Linked DNA regions of Sus scrofa: region 1 is linked to region 2. The links are chromatin contacts, called in public HiChIP or PLAC-seq maps. All regions are on one chromosome and are shown on one strand. The core of a region is the stretch at or near the end of the contact, and the rest is flanking DNA. Distances in the headings are between cores, read along the strand shown. Region 1 overlaps FAM193A (protein FAM193A). Region 2 overlaps NSD2 (histone-lysine N-methyltransferase NSD2).

Region 1 (2,700 bases), core at 45-2,544, 480 kb before region 2:
TAATAGCAGCATATCACATAGTTAAAAGACTCGCAGTTCTGGAAATACGTATTTCTTACATTTCTTTTCACCACTCTTTAAACTAGGACTAACGCAGTCAAGTGAAAAACTGTTATCAGAATTCGACTAACCTCTCAGTGTGCATCCCCTTATAAACCTGAAGATATCTGACAATCGCAGTAACTGGTCATTCTGTGTAGGATTTATCAGTCTTTATCTATTTTTTACTTATTTATTTAGGGCTGCACCTGTGGTATATGGAGGTTCCCAGGCTGGGGTTGAATTGGAGCTGTAGCCTCTGGCCCACACCACGGTCACAGCAACGCCAGATCCGAGCCGCATCTGTGACCTATACCACAGCTCACAGCAGCTCTGGATCCTTAACCCACTGAGCGAGGCCAGGGAGCAAACCTATGTCCTCATGGATGCTAATCAGATTCGTTCCTGCTGCGCTAGGCCAGGAGCTCCGGATTTAACAGTCTTTATAGCAATCTCCAGAAATCATCAGAGGGGAGAGGCTGGGAAAGGCTTCTAGGCAGAGATCCCACATGGACCTGCTGCATTTGAAAACTGGATGCAATTCCAAGGCAGCCATTCACAGAGCTGTGAGCCCCACGTCAGCAGCATGGCTCTGCTCACACGAGCAGAGGCGCCTTCTATCCACCCACGCCCAGTCGAACCAAGGATATGGATATACCCCTGGCCTTGCTCAGTGGGTTAAGAATCTGGTGCTGCCGTGAGCTATGGTGTAGGCTGCAGATGTGGCTAAGATTTGGCACTGCTGTGGCTGTGGTGCAGGCTGGCAGCCGCAGCTCAGGTTTGACCCCTAGCTCCAGGAACTTCCATAAACCACAGGTGTGGCCCTACAACGAGAAAAGGAAAAACAGAAAAAAGCCTGCATACAGATGTTTGTAACAATATTACTCATAGTTGTCAGAACTTGGAAGCCAAACTCTCCTTCGGAAGGTGAATGGATAAACCGTGGCCCCTCTAGTCAACAGAAACAAAGCAACGTTTAATGCACGTTACTGCTACTGCGTGAAAAGGCCACATACTGTAGGGCTGATTCTTATACATGACCCTCGAGAAAAGGCAAACCACAGAGACAGCAAGAAGATCTGGGGTTGCCGGGGCTGGGGTAGGGAGGGTGCATGGGCAGAGCACAGAGGATTTTAAGGGCAGTGACACAACTCAGAGTGACACGGTAATGATGGACACGGCATGACCTACTCGCCCAAACCCACAGAATGCATAACACGAAGAGTGAACCCCGACGGAAATTACGAATTTGAGCGATGACAGTGACAAGCCACGGGGAGGCTGACAACGTGGGAGGCTGTGCATGTGTAAGGCTGCAAGGGAACCTTCTACACTTCCTGCTCTATTTCTCTGGGAACCTAAAACTGCCATTAAAAAAAAAAAAAAAAAATAGGGAGTTCCTGTTGTGACTCAGCAGAAACGAATCTGACTAGTATCCATGAGGATGCAGGTTCGGTCCCTGGTCTCGCTCTGTGGGTTAAGGATCCGGCGTTGCTGTGGCTGTGGTGTAGGTGGTCAGCTAGAGCTCTGATCTGACCCCTCGCCTGGGAAACTACATAAGCCAGGGGTACGGCCCTGAAAAGACAATAAACAAACAAGCAAAGGAGTTCCTGCCATGGCTCAGTGGAAACAAATCCGACCAGTATCCATGAGGATGCGGGTTCGAGCCCTGGCCTCACTTAGTGGGTCGGGGATCTGGCGTTTCCGTGAGCTGTGGTGTAGGTCCCAGACACGGCTCAGATCTGGCATTGCTGTGGCTGTGGTGTAGGCCGGCAGCTTCAGCTCCAATTCGACCCCTAGACTGGGAACTTCCATTTCCCGTGGTTCAGCCCTAAAAAGACAAAAAGGACAAAAAAATAAAAAAAATAAGGTCTATTAAATATCCCCCCAAAAAAAACCCACAGGAGAATTCTTATTAATATTATTTTATTTAACTCAAGGTACCCACAATATTACCCAACCAAAGGTAACCAATGTAAACTACTAGCGAGCTATTCCAGACTCTTTCTGACCCTGGTCTTCAGCCTGTGGAGTATAATTCCCACCTGAATGCATGTCTCGGGGCCCGTGGTGCCCCCGTGCTGAAGGTCAGGCCCATGCTCACTCTGCACCCCTCTTGCCGCAGGGCTCCTGCCCGCCAGCGCCCCAGCATCATGCCGGACTCCAGCCAGTGGACGGAGGGACAGGGGCTCACCGTCTCCTCGAGACTCTCTCTTCCACAGCCTCCGGGCACCAGACCCTCTGGGGGTTCTGAGAACCCTGAGAAAGACAGCACCGGGGCCTCTCCCAGCCAGGGCTCCCTGCCCCGCAGGCACTCTCCCTCCCTCCCTGGCAGCTCTCAAGGGAGCAGAGGCTAAGTGTGACCAGCAATCCCACTCCTGGGTATTTATTTGAAGAAAATGAAAACACTAACTCAAAAACCTGCCCCTTTCTTTCCTGCCAGGGCTTCGGTTTCTCTTTGGGGCTTTCAAAAGTAGGCTTCACTCACACCAGTCAGAACGGCCATCATTAGTGAGTCTACAAATAACACATGCTGGAGGGGGTGTGGAGAAGCGGGAACCCTCCTGCACAGCTGGCGGGAATGGAAACTGGTACAGCCACTGTGCAGAACCGTATGGAAGCACCTCAGAAACTAAATGCAGAACTACCACTGGGATCCAA
Region 2 (2,700 bases), core at 22-2,521:
AGTCAAGAACAGGACCCGGCCCCCCGACACGCAGTGTGGGCCCTTCACACGCTGCGGTGCCCAGCTCCCCCGAGTCACCCTGGAGTCTCCAGAGGCAGACGTGTAAGTCAGGGCAGGGGCCCATCAACACTCACTCCATTTCTAATGCGCCACCTAGACACACACGTCTTCTACCTCAGAAGTTTATCGACCAACGAAAATGAACAGGGTCCCCTCCCAAGGAAGCTGAGCGGGTAACCACCTATGGGGTGTGCGCCCTCTACAGACGGGATCGAACTCACAACGGTCCCTAAAGCAGCCAGAGCAGCCTGGGGTCTGAGAAACGCGCACAGGCCTGGCCTCCGTGGCAGACACTGGACAAACAAGAACCACCAATGTTTTTTTCGAAGAAGTTATAAGCCGCTGAATTTTAAAGAAATAAACGTTTTAAATACAGACTTCAGACGCAACAGACAAGAACCCAATAAACTGTCAACATGCTACATAAAAGCAACTCATCTTCTACAAAGCAAGTAGGCGATTTCAGCTGCAGAAGAAAAGGGAGGAAAAGCGGACACTCTCGGTGTGACCCCTCCCTGCGCCCGGCAGGGCCGAGGAAGAGGAAGTTGCCTGAAGTCCGACTCCACCCAAGAGAAGAGCTCCAACCCAGGAGAAGCAGGGCCTCAGCACCACTCCGTGCCCAGCCACGTTCAGGCCGCGCAGCCCCCACGCCCGCTCTCGGACGTGGCCAGGAGGGGCCCCGTGCTGAACTGTCCTCGAGGGGTTGACAGCAAACAAGGGGCCAGAGAGCACAGACGCACAATTACAAGTGGACGGTCAAGGTGGGCTTCGCTGAGAAAAGCACTATTTGAGTGAAGGAGTCAATGAAATTTTAAAAATTCCTTTACAGGCTTTTCCCAGTTTCTGAACCCTGAAACTCAAGAAAGTGCAAATGCTTACAAAATATATACCGTCTGGACAGAGGATGGCGTGCCCACCTGTCTGATTTTGTCTGACAAAAAGCACAGGGGCCATCACTGCGGCCTCCCCCTTTGCAGTTTCCCAGCAGAGCCCTTCCCAGCTCGCCAGCCCTGCCCTCCTGTCCTCAGCCACCAGCTCAGCCAGGACCACACCCCAGGCTCCAGCAGACCTGGGGCAGCAGGAGGGCAGACACCAGGACCCTGGGCAGGGCTCTTCGGAGCAGATGGCTGGGCCCCAGCCCAGAGCTAAGACCCAGCAGGGCTGGCAGGTGCACTGCTAGGGTGTTCCCAGGTGACGGATGCTGCCAGTCTGGACACCGGACTTTGAGAGCCACCAGACCCGGTGCCATCCTGGCTCACAGTACATATCTGTGCACTTCCGTGAGACAGAAAAGGGGACGTGATAAAGCACACGTCTCTCAAAGCTTCCAGTCAAAAGCAACACGTCACTGCTCACTGTCCAAAGCAAATCACGTGGCCGCCCCAACGTCAAGGGGGCGGGGCCGTTCGGTCCCACACGGACCCACAGCCAGGACAGCCAGAGAGACTCCAAGCCCAAGAGCAGTTCCTCCTTCTCCCCGATGCTCCCATCACCACCTAGAGCCGACGCCGAGACAGGGGCTTCCCAAAGCCCACAGACCGCGCCTGCCCCCGCTGAAAGCCCTCCGGGATGAAAAGGACCTGGCCCTTGTTTTCACAAACAGATCCCTCAGCCGGGCTCCCGCCACAGCAGCCCTCTGCGGTCCCATCACGGGTGCCCACACAGGCTGGTCCCTCCAGATGCCCATGCCACCCTCTACCGAGCCCCGTCCGCCTTCTGCTCCAGCGTCCATCCCGCCGGGACAGCGTCCCAGACACCCACCCCCAGACAGGGACACCCCGCACATCTACCAGACGCGCCCAGTCTGCCTTCAAGGCCGGCTCTCCTCCTTGTGCCCTGTCTCCGCAGCACCACCACCCAGGCTGGGCCTGATCCAGCCACACCCGTGCCCCTCCCTCACCACTCTCGAGTGGGAGGCAAGTCCCAGGTGGTGAGGCACCTCTCTGACCAAGTCTATACGCATTTCTATCAGGTATAAATTCTTTTGTTTGTTTGTTTGTTTTTAGGGCCGCTCCCCTGGCACATGTAGGTTCCCAGGCTAGGGGTCGAATCGGAGCTATAGCCTCTGGCCTACACCAGAGCCACAGCCACGTGGGATCCGAGCCACGTCTGCAACCTATACCACAGCTCAGGGCGATGCCGGATAGCTAGAAGGTATACATTTTTAAACGAGAAGTTCCCGTTGTGGCTCAGTGGTTAACGAATCCGACTAGGAACCATGAGGGTGCAGGTTCGATCCCTGCCCTTGCTCAGTGGGTTAAGGATCCGGCGTTGCCGTGAGCTGTGATGTAAGTCGCAGACACGGCTTGGATCCTGCGTGGCTGTGGCTCTGGCTTGGGCCAGGGGCGATAGCTCCGATTCGACCCCTCGCCTGGGAACCTCCATATGCCGCGGGAGCGGCCCAAGAAATAGCAAAAAGACCAAGAAAAAAAACCCATTTTTAAACGAAACCAAACCACTACGTCAGCTAAAAAAGAGTAAGAAGCATTCCTTAATGACAAATCGAATTGGTGTCCCAACTTCTAACTGTCTCCACCATCGGCAGCAGCGTCCAGTCACGTCGCTGATGGGCCGGCCCGTCCGGTGCAGGGAGGGACCGGCCTCAAAACTCTTGTCGTCCTCAGACGCCTTCGACCTTTT

Evidence for each region. HiChIP or PLAC-seq counts read pairs in DNA pulled down with a chosen protein or histone mark.
Region 1: an H3K27ac HiChIP or PLAC-seq map of alveolar macrophages shows a contact between it and region 2. The contact joins two enhancer-like sites. A contact is called at or near these places in 1 of 5 promoter capture datasets (fetal liver) and 1 of 2 datasets of contacts at active chromatin or transcription factors (alveolar macrophages).

Annotation. Positions count from the first base shown.
Region 1 is chr8:1,427,200-1,429,899 of Sscrofa11.1, reverse strand. The region is part of intron 1 of FAM193A (protein FAM193A); the gene reads right to left. Among named protein-coding and RNA genes, the nearest start is that of FAM193A, 40 kb to the right of the region's middle. Within about 2 kb of position 1,294, at least 2 of the 83 cell types and tissues checked have an H3K27ac peak or open chromatin away from gene starts, as enhancers often do. A contact at or near this core is called in alveolar macrophages, where this site is marked.
Region 2 is chr8:946,707-949,406 of Sscrofa11.1, reverse strand. All of the region lies in intron 1 of NSD2 (histone-lysine N-methyltransferase NSD2), which reads right to left. Among named protein-coding and RNA genes, the nearest start is that of NSD2, 9.2 kb to the right of the region's middle. Within about 2 kb of position 1,271, at least 31 of the 83 cell types and tissues checked have an H3K27ac peak or open chromatin away from gene starts, as enhancers often do. A contact at or near this core is called in alveolar macrophages, where this site is marked.